Linked DNA regions of Mus musculus: region 1 is linked to region 2. The links are chromatin contacts, called in public Hi-C maps. All regions are on one chromosome and are shown on one strand. Each heading gives the region's core, a stretch centred on a gene start, on an enhancer-like site or on the middle of the called end of the contact. The rest is flanking DNA. Distances are from core to core; before and after follow the strand shown.

Evidence for each region. A called contact is a pair of places that touch in the nucleus more often than the background predicts.
Region 1: a Hi-C map of liver shows a contact between it and region 2, with 2.2 times the contacts expected there. The contact joins two enhancer-like sites. A contact is called at or near these places in 10 of 484 Hi-C or Micro-C datasets (cortical neurons, embryonic stem cells, epidermal suprabasal cells and 2 more) and 4 of 115 datasets of contacts at active chromatin or transcription factors (embryonic stem cells, epiblast stem cells, pancreatic cancer cells and 1 more).

What each region holds. Positions count from the first base shown.
Region 1 is chr3:149,218,923-149,222,414 of GRCm38.p6, reverse strand. The region is part of intron 2 of Gm30382 (a long non-coding RNA gene); the gene reads left to right. Among named protein-coding and RNA genes, the nearest start is that of Gm52619, 45 kb to the right of the region's middle. Within about 2 kb of position 1,939, at least 67 of the 459 cell types and tissues checked have an H3K27ac peak or open chromatin away from gene starts, as enhancers often do. A contact at or near this core is called in liver, where this site is marked.
Region 2 is chr3:149,081,558-149,085,565 of GRCm38.p6, reverse strand. It overlaps Gm30575 (a long non-coding RNA gene), which reads right to left. Exons shown (of 3, transcript XR_003954583.1): 1 at 13-4,008. Among named protein-coding and RNA genes, the nearest start is that of Gm30575, 5.2 kb to the right of the region's middle. Within about 2 kb of position 1,960, at least 14 of the 459 cell types and tissues checked have an H3K27ac peak or open chromatin away from gene starts, as enhancers often do. A contact at or near this core is called in liver, where this site is marked.

The sequences.
Region 1 (3,492 bases), core at 690-3,189, 140 kb before region 2:
CTCCATTCAGTAGATGTCGCATCAGACCACATACATGTATGTCATCTCTGCGCCCAGCTTGGACACATCTCTGCTACTTTGAGTCCTCTAGTATCTTCAGATGATTTTCTTAAATAATCCCTTCTCAATGGGGCTTATTCTCCCCAGCCAATCTGTTACAAATGTTAGCTTCCACTTACGCAGCAAGCAGCTCAGAGTCATCTTATCCACTCTGCTGTATCTCCAGTTTCCTAAAAGTGTTCACAGTTGTATTAAAACCTTAATAAATATTGACTGACTAGGGCTGGGAAGATTGCTCAGTAGGTAGAGTGTTTGTCATGAAAATGTTAGAACCTGACTTTATACTCTGGAAGCCAGGAAAGATCAGACAGGATGAAACATGTTTTTAACCTGGCACTCCTTTGGCCAGATTGGAGGTGGAGTCAGAAGTCCCAGAAGAGACCCATTCTCCCACAAGGTGAAAATAGAAAACCAATACCCAAGGTGGTCTTTGATCTCCACATGTGCACTGTGGCACATAATTGCTCACACAGACACCTACATACACATGCACACACAAGTACACACACATGAAGAAAAATAAAGGAAGAGGCTCTCCTAGGTGCCCTTAGAATCTAAATATGCTCTCGCAGTCAGTGGGATTGAAAAATACTTTCCAAGAGCTCATTCAACCGGAAGCATGGGTCTTTATGTTACAAGATAAATAAAATTATTCTGATTGGAAAAATATATTCACTAGTTGTCACGGTTCTTATTTTGGCTAATAAATATATGTTTGGATTCAACAACAACAACAACAAACCATGGAAAACATGCTAGAATTGACAAGCAATAAATCAGGAAACCCTTGGATTGTCTCGTGCCATTCCCACCAGCTCGAATGCTAAAAGAACGTAACGCCATCTGCAGCTGTTCTCTGATTTCGTCCTTCCTTCTTCTCTACCTGAAATACAATTTTCAGCCAAGTTACCAAGCCCTGCCAATTCTATCCCGCTATTAAACTTCCCTATTAGTTCTTGCCCATCTTCCCCACGAGGAAGGGCATGCACGGGGAGACAGCAGCTAATAATCCTGGGTTGGAGGCCAAGCTCTTTAGTAGGTGGCCTTTGATGCAATTACACTTTCTGTGGGAAGTAATCCGGAGCCAGTGCGTTTTAAAAAGCAAGATCAGAGTTGTCAGAAAGAAGTTTCCTGATGGTTCTGTGTTACCACAGGACTCTTGCTTCTAACTTAGTATCAACTCTTTATCCTTCCCTCTTCCTGTCAGCCGGCCTCCAAAGCTAACAGTCCTTGTTTGACACCGGATGTCATGGCTAGGGTAAATAATAATATGCTAAGATATAGTAATGAGGAATTAGAACCCTGAAACTTGGGTCCTTTTTACCTGACTAGGCCTTCTTCACCACCCTACTGTCTTCTGGTGCAGTGGAAAGGGTATTTCAAATTGTTGATTCAGTCACATGTGGTAATCTAAGCCATGTCTTTATGTAATTTAGTTTCTGTTTCGGTGAGTCAGAAACATTTGTCAGATTCCCATCTCCTTCACCTGGACTTATGTGAAGAAGTAAGGCCTGTCACTCTCAGACAGGGTGGGGCCCTGTAGCCCACACAGGTGTCCTCCAAGGCCATCCTTTCCCCAGGCCCTCCTCCTGGACAGCTCAGAGTGACTCTCCTGAACAGCCAAGGGTATCCTTTCCCCGATGCCTCTTCCTGCATGGCTTAGAGCGACTGCCCTGAACATTCTGGAAGCTGACTTTGGTGACATTGCTTGTGTTTATTCACTGGACCATGACAGTGTTCCACGCATCTTCCCTCTGCCGTCTCCTCCCTCCCTACTTTTGCTGACTCTTAGGTATTCCTTAACACAGGACTAACTACAATTCCCGCCTTCAGCTTTGTCTGCAGTGGCCTGCTTCCTTCCCCTTAGACGACCTTCTGGGCTAAAGTTGACAAAGTGCGTCCTTTCCCAGCAGACTGGGAATTTCTGAGGAGTGACCATACAGACCTCTGCAGAGCTGGGGGCTGGAGAGCCATATGCAGATGTTTCTGCTCTTTAAGAAGTTGGCAGAATTAGACTGTGACTGGGTGATTCCCAGGGGGCCTCCCAGGAAGGGCAAAGTGCTGTTTGCTTCCACAAGCCCTTCTAGAACTTCTCCCTACCCATTTCTCCCTGGACCCCCCTCCACAGGAAGTCACAGAGAGAAGGAAAACAGTGGCTATCCTCTCAGCTGTTAAAGACAACTAAGGGACTAGGAATGTCTCACCTTCTTTCTAATCCACTCTCCTTTCCACTTTAGGATGCTTAGTCTGGCCTGCTTCTCAATAGTTAAGGGAATAAAAGACTTTAGAAAATCCCTTTCTTTCTTACCAGCCAAATTTCCTGACTATTGTCTTGGAAAAAGAGTCACAAAGTGCCAGCCTTTGAGATTCAAAATACTCAGCAAGTTTCGCTTCTTCTTCCCAGATCTACTTCCTCCAGGAGCTGAGGTTTGCGAAGCCGGGATGGAATGGACCGGGTAAAAGTCAGGAGTTTAGGCCACTGCTTCAAACTGCTCAGATCATCTCACAGTAACCATTAATCAGCGAATTCAACTACGGCAGGTCTCTGCCATCTTATTTTACTTTCTTATTTTTTAAAATCACAATCCTATAATGGAAGTATTCAACACGGGAAAGAGAACCTAGGAATGCTTTGAGGAATTGGTAAGGCTTTATCCCAGCCACTCTAGAATATTCTTTGTCAGATTGGCCACAGTCCCGAGCCACGTGCATCCGAGGAAAGCCTTTCAGGGAACAAAACAAAGCTCATTTCCTCCAGTTCCCTGCTCCTCCTTTTCTTCCCTGCTCATTTTAACCCTCTTTGTAGTCAACTGAATTGGCTTCAGGAAACACCGAATGGTTGTGATTGGCATTTTAAAAATGCTGCTCCGCCCCCACCTTCCCTATCACAGAATTCAAATTGAAATTGCACCAAATTCTTTCACCAGTTGGAAATCCGGCTGAGGTGCCTTTTTGCGAGCCAGCTGTAATTGGGAGAGCTTGCTTTGGTAAGTCCTGGAGCAAGCTAAGTAGTGAGTAAGACATCAATTTAATGCTGCTAAGTAGTTTTAAAGCTACTTAGCATGAGGAAATCCTACAGTTGCAGAAGCATCGACTGCTTCGAAGATTTGCTGCTTGTAAGCAGTTTTAAAGTCTTCCTACCTTTAGCTTTTCAGAAAGTACCTGTAGGCTTTTGTACCTTTCGTTTTGAGCTGTAGGGCTTTCTAGTTCTCGGTCTTTGTTTTGCCTAAGATTTAGTAAATATGTGGTACTGGCTTCTTGGAACCTTTTCTCTAAAATCCCCCAAATAATTACAGAAGAGACAAGAGACTCATGGCTTGTTAGAGGACCACAGAGTCCCTGGAAGTCCACTCTGCCCTGTGACATAAGCGAAGTAAGAGCATGGCTTCTAAAGTCAATTAATTCGTTTGGGATGACCAAGTGACATCTCAG
Region 2 (4,008 bases), core at 711-3,210:
TCGTGAACCTACTCTGTGCCTCTCTCTAGCTGTGAGAGCTGAGGGTAGGACCAGAAGCCAGCTGTGTGATTCTTCTGTTCTGTAGGGTGTTGTTGAATCTCCTGTAACCTTCATAGAGAGGGGGTGGCACCCGGTGCAGCTAGCTTTCTTTCAATTCAGCCCAGTGGAATGGATGGAATTTCTAAGTGTGCTGGTTAGAGACTATTGTTCCCAACCTGAACAGAAACCTCTCCTTGAATGGCCTCTTTGGCACTTTGGAGGTCACCATTCAAAGGCGTCATCTTGAAGTTTCTTAACCTGGGATGTCGTTTGCCTGAGATGTAAATCTTGCAAGTCGGAATGAATGTCTATTTTTCTCAGGGAAGGGTGAAGAACATTCCTGGGATCCCCCACTCCCAAAAGAAAGTCTGTTACTCCTGCTAACAGCCACAGCTTCCGCTTGCCAGTATAGCTTTAGCACAGTGGTCTGAGTGAGCTCCTGGCCTCAGTTACATTGTAACCTCTGTCTTCCTCTCGCAGTGAGTTGCTTTGCATAGTTTGCACTTTTGCCTGCCCAGGCTCCTCCGGGTTTATTTCACAACTCTTTTCCCTGCTGCTGACCTGGAGCTATGTTAAGCGACCATCTAAAAGAATGCTTTTCTAAACGATTGTTTCTGAGCACTGTTCTTTTAGTCAACATAGATTTGTTAAGCACCAGTTAATGTCAAGTACTTCCAGATTTCAGAAATAATAGAACACACTGTTGTCTTCTCCAGAACTTCCGGGGCTTTGGAGAAGACATGTATCTATGGAGAGAAACTCCAATCAATCCACTAGTCTGTGTGTAAATGGAGAAGATCTTCTGTGAGACTGTAATTTTTCAAAACAGCTTGTCTCAACTCATCTTGAGATAGAAAGGAAAGGATAGAAAACAAGGAGTGGTGACATTTGGCCAGTGGGACAAAGGTCAACTCCATCCCACCTTGTTTGTCCTCCTGCCACATGCCACCCCCATGCATGTCATGGGGGCTGGGGTGGCTGAATAGGCTTTTAGAGATGGCTGCAGGGTGGGGTGAGGGAAAAGCTCAGAACAGGGCAGGGGGAAACTGGTTGTGTGTGAAGCCTGGGCTAAATTCGAATGTTTGAGTGATCTAGTCTCACAGATGATATTCCATCACATATCAGATTGAGATTATGAAACTTTCTGGAGGGTAATCCCCTTGGAAGTCTTTAAAATGTGGTAAGACCCAACCTTCCGACAAAACCGCTTCCCAGTAGCCTGCAACCTTAATTTCCTCGTTTCTTCCATTCCTCCTTAACAAGGGTCCTTCCCTCCAGCTTAGTCACAGGGCTGAGAGATAAAGAAAAGGGGGCATATTTGACAACAGAAGCAAATTATTTTCCTTCTTTCTGGCTTCACTGACTTCTTTCTGACTTCCACACTATCGGTAACCGAAGCCATCCCTTCTACCATTTCCGATGTTTCCAGTCTTGTTTGCTTGAAGCCTCATCCACAGTGTAAATGTCAGCATGCAGCCACTCCTCACCACCACACACACACAAGGTTATATGGGCTTATGGCTTTGTTTGTTTGAGGTGGTGTTGCTTTCTTTAGTATTCTCGGTTAAAAAATCACAGAACTGGCAACCTGGTTTCTTCTTTCTAGATTTTCCTCTTCCCTGTACATTTTCCCTGCTCTCTTTTCTTAGACGAGCCTACTTTTCTTGCTAGATTCCTTAAGATTTACAGTAAACTGTGTCAGGAAGCACGTGACTCACTTCAGTTTTGCTGCTCGATGCATTCAGAGGGCTACCCTGGAGAGAGCTGTTTAATCTAAACCTCATTGGGTGGCCCGTCCCGGAAGCCTCTGCCACCGCTGATGAAATGACAGAAGTCCTCTCCGAAGCGCTTAGATGAGAGCTGGTTGTTAGAAAGCTGCTCCTGAAGAAGTAAGTTCTGATCGGCAGTGGGGCAACAGTCATGAGATTCTTGTGAAATGTTTGCTCTCTGAAGAGTTCACAAGCTGTGGCGAGTCTGAGCACTCTCCGTGAACACCCTGCAGCCCTGTCCACCCACACTGGCCCAGGTGCAGAACCTGTGAGGTCGCCGTTTGGCAGGGTCACACCAACCTCATGGGAGACAGACAGAGGTAAATCCTGTTTCCTGGCTCTCAAGGAAAGCAAGTCCGGTCAGTTCTAAGGCTGCCATGGGCTTATCTGGTCGTTATGCTTAGTTCCAGCATCCATTCAGGTGTTCTGAGCGTTCCCTGGGCTCAGTTCTGTTGAGTTTGTTCAGCACAGAGACTGAATAAGGCTTAACAAGGAATTAGTTAATTCCTGTAAGTGCATGAGAATCTTTATGCTGGAGAAAAGAAACAATAATTTAAAAATAAAGACTATTTTGATTGTACATACCAACATACTTGGATAATGTCTACTCTTTTATTTTTAAGGCTTTCAGTTAACAAGAGTTACTTAGATGGGGGCAAGGTGGCTTTCATATTTTCAAGCCACTTTCCCTCAGCCTTACATATATAAGTATATTTAAAACCAAATTAAATAATGTATTTTGAAAGCGCTTATATTCATCTTACTGCCAAGCAAAGATCCAATTACTCCAATAGATTGAATTTTGTGGAGAAGCAGAATTGCTAACCAGTCTGTACCCAGTGACGTCGGGCAGTTTCTTGAAGAACAGGTTATTGTATGCTCGGCTTGTTTTCAGATCATTGTAGGATCAAAGAATAAAAAAGGGCAACACAGGGCAAGGCAGACAAAGCTTGTTGGATGAATGAAAATTGATGGTGTTAATGATAATAGGATTGATTTATAAATTGTCTTACCTCTGCAACTTTCTATGTTTATCTTTTTAGTAAATTACAAAAGAATACTCCAGCATTCTGACTGGCTAAAAAGTTAAATCGAGGGCTGTAGAATGGTCACAAGTAACTTTTTTACCACCATACTTAACAAAATGTTAATTAAATAGAAAAAAATTTAAAATTATCCCATAAAAACTTGGGTACATGAAAGCTGAAAATGGCAACAGCGTGGGGCAGATTCAAGCCCAGATGCCCCATGCCTACCAGCACCAGAACCCTGATGCCAGGGCCTGGACTCCTATTCATTATTCAGAACTCACTTGGCCTTTTTAGGTTTCCTGTATCTGATCCTCTGGTGTAAGAGGATTTTTATAAGGCCATTCATTCCCTGAAGAGGGAAGCCTAAAATCTTTGTTGTTGTTGTTGTTGTTTTGTTTGTTTATTTGTTTGTTTTACCACAAAGTGCTCACACCAAAGCCAACTGGGCTAGCACATCGTTTCCCCTGCCCAGCATTCCATTCCTGCACTGGATGTGGCTATGTCCAAAGGCTCGTTGGCCTTCGCATCCTAGTGTGATGGGTGATGATCCCCAGAATGCCTCCTACTTCTCTCTCCTGAATAACTTTAGTCTTGATTGCTGCTTGTGATGTGCCTGGTCCTCTGCTTCCTCCTTGGAGTCTGTCTTCAGTTTCCCACCTGTCCCATGTCCTTTATTGAATGATGAGTGACGTAAGAAAGGAATAGCAAGAATCTGTTAATACACTGGCCTGTACTTGGCTGATTTTTCACTCAGGTTTGTGTCGGAGCAGCAACCCTGTGGCTTTTTCCCCTGTTTAAACTAAAGGACAAATTACCTAACAAGGGAGATTTGAGAATCCATCCCAGGCAATGAGGAAAAGTTATGGCAACCAATAGAAGGATTGTAGATTCCGGTTGTTAAATTCATTAGCTTTCAAAAATGTTCCTTGTAGGGTGGAGACCCTTCTCACCTGAGTGGTTACATAGCTTGGAGGAAGCCCTCGATTCAGTCCACAGCACTGTAAAACTGGGCAAATTGGCACACATTCGTAGTCCTAGGACTCTGGAAGAAGAGGTAGGAGAAGCAAGAACTCAAGGTCACCCTTGGATGATGCATAGGGAGTTCAACTCCAGCCAGGCTACATGAGAGCCTGTCATCACACACACACATACAGAGAGAGAGAGAGGGA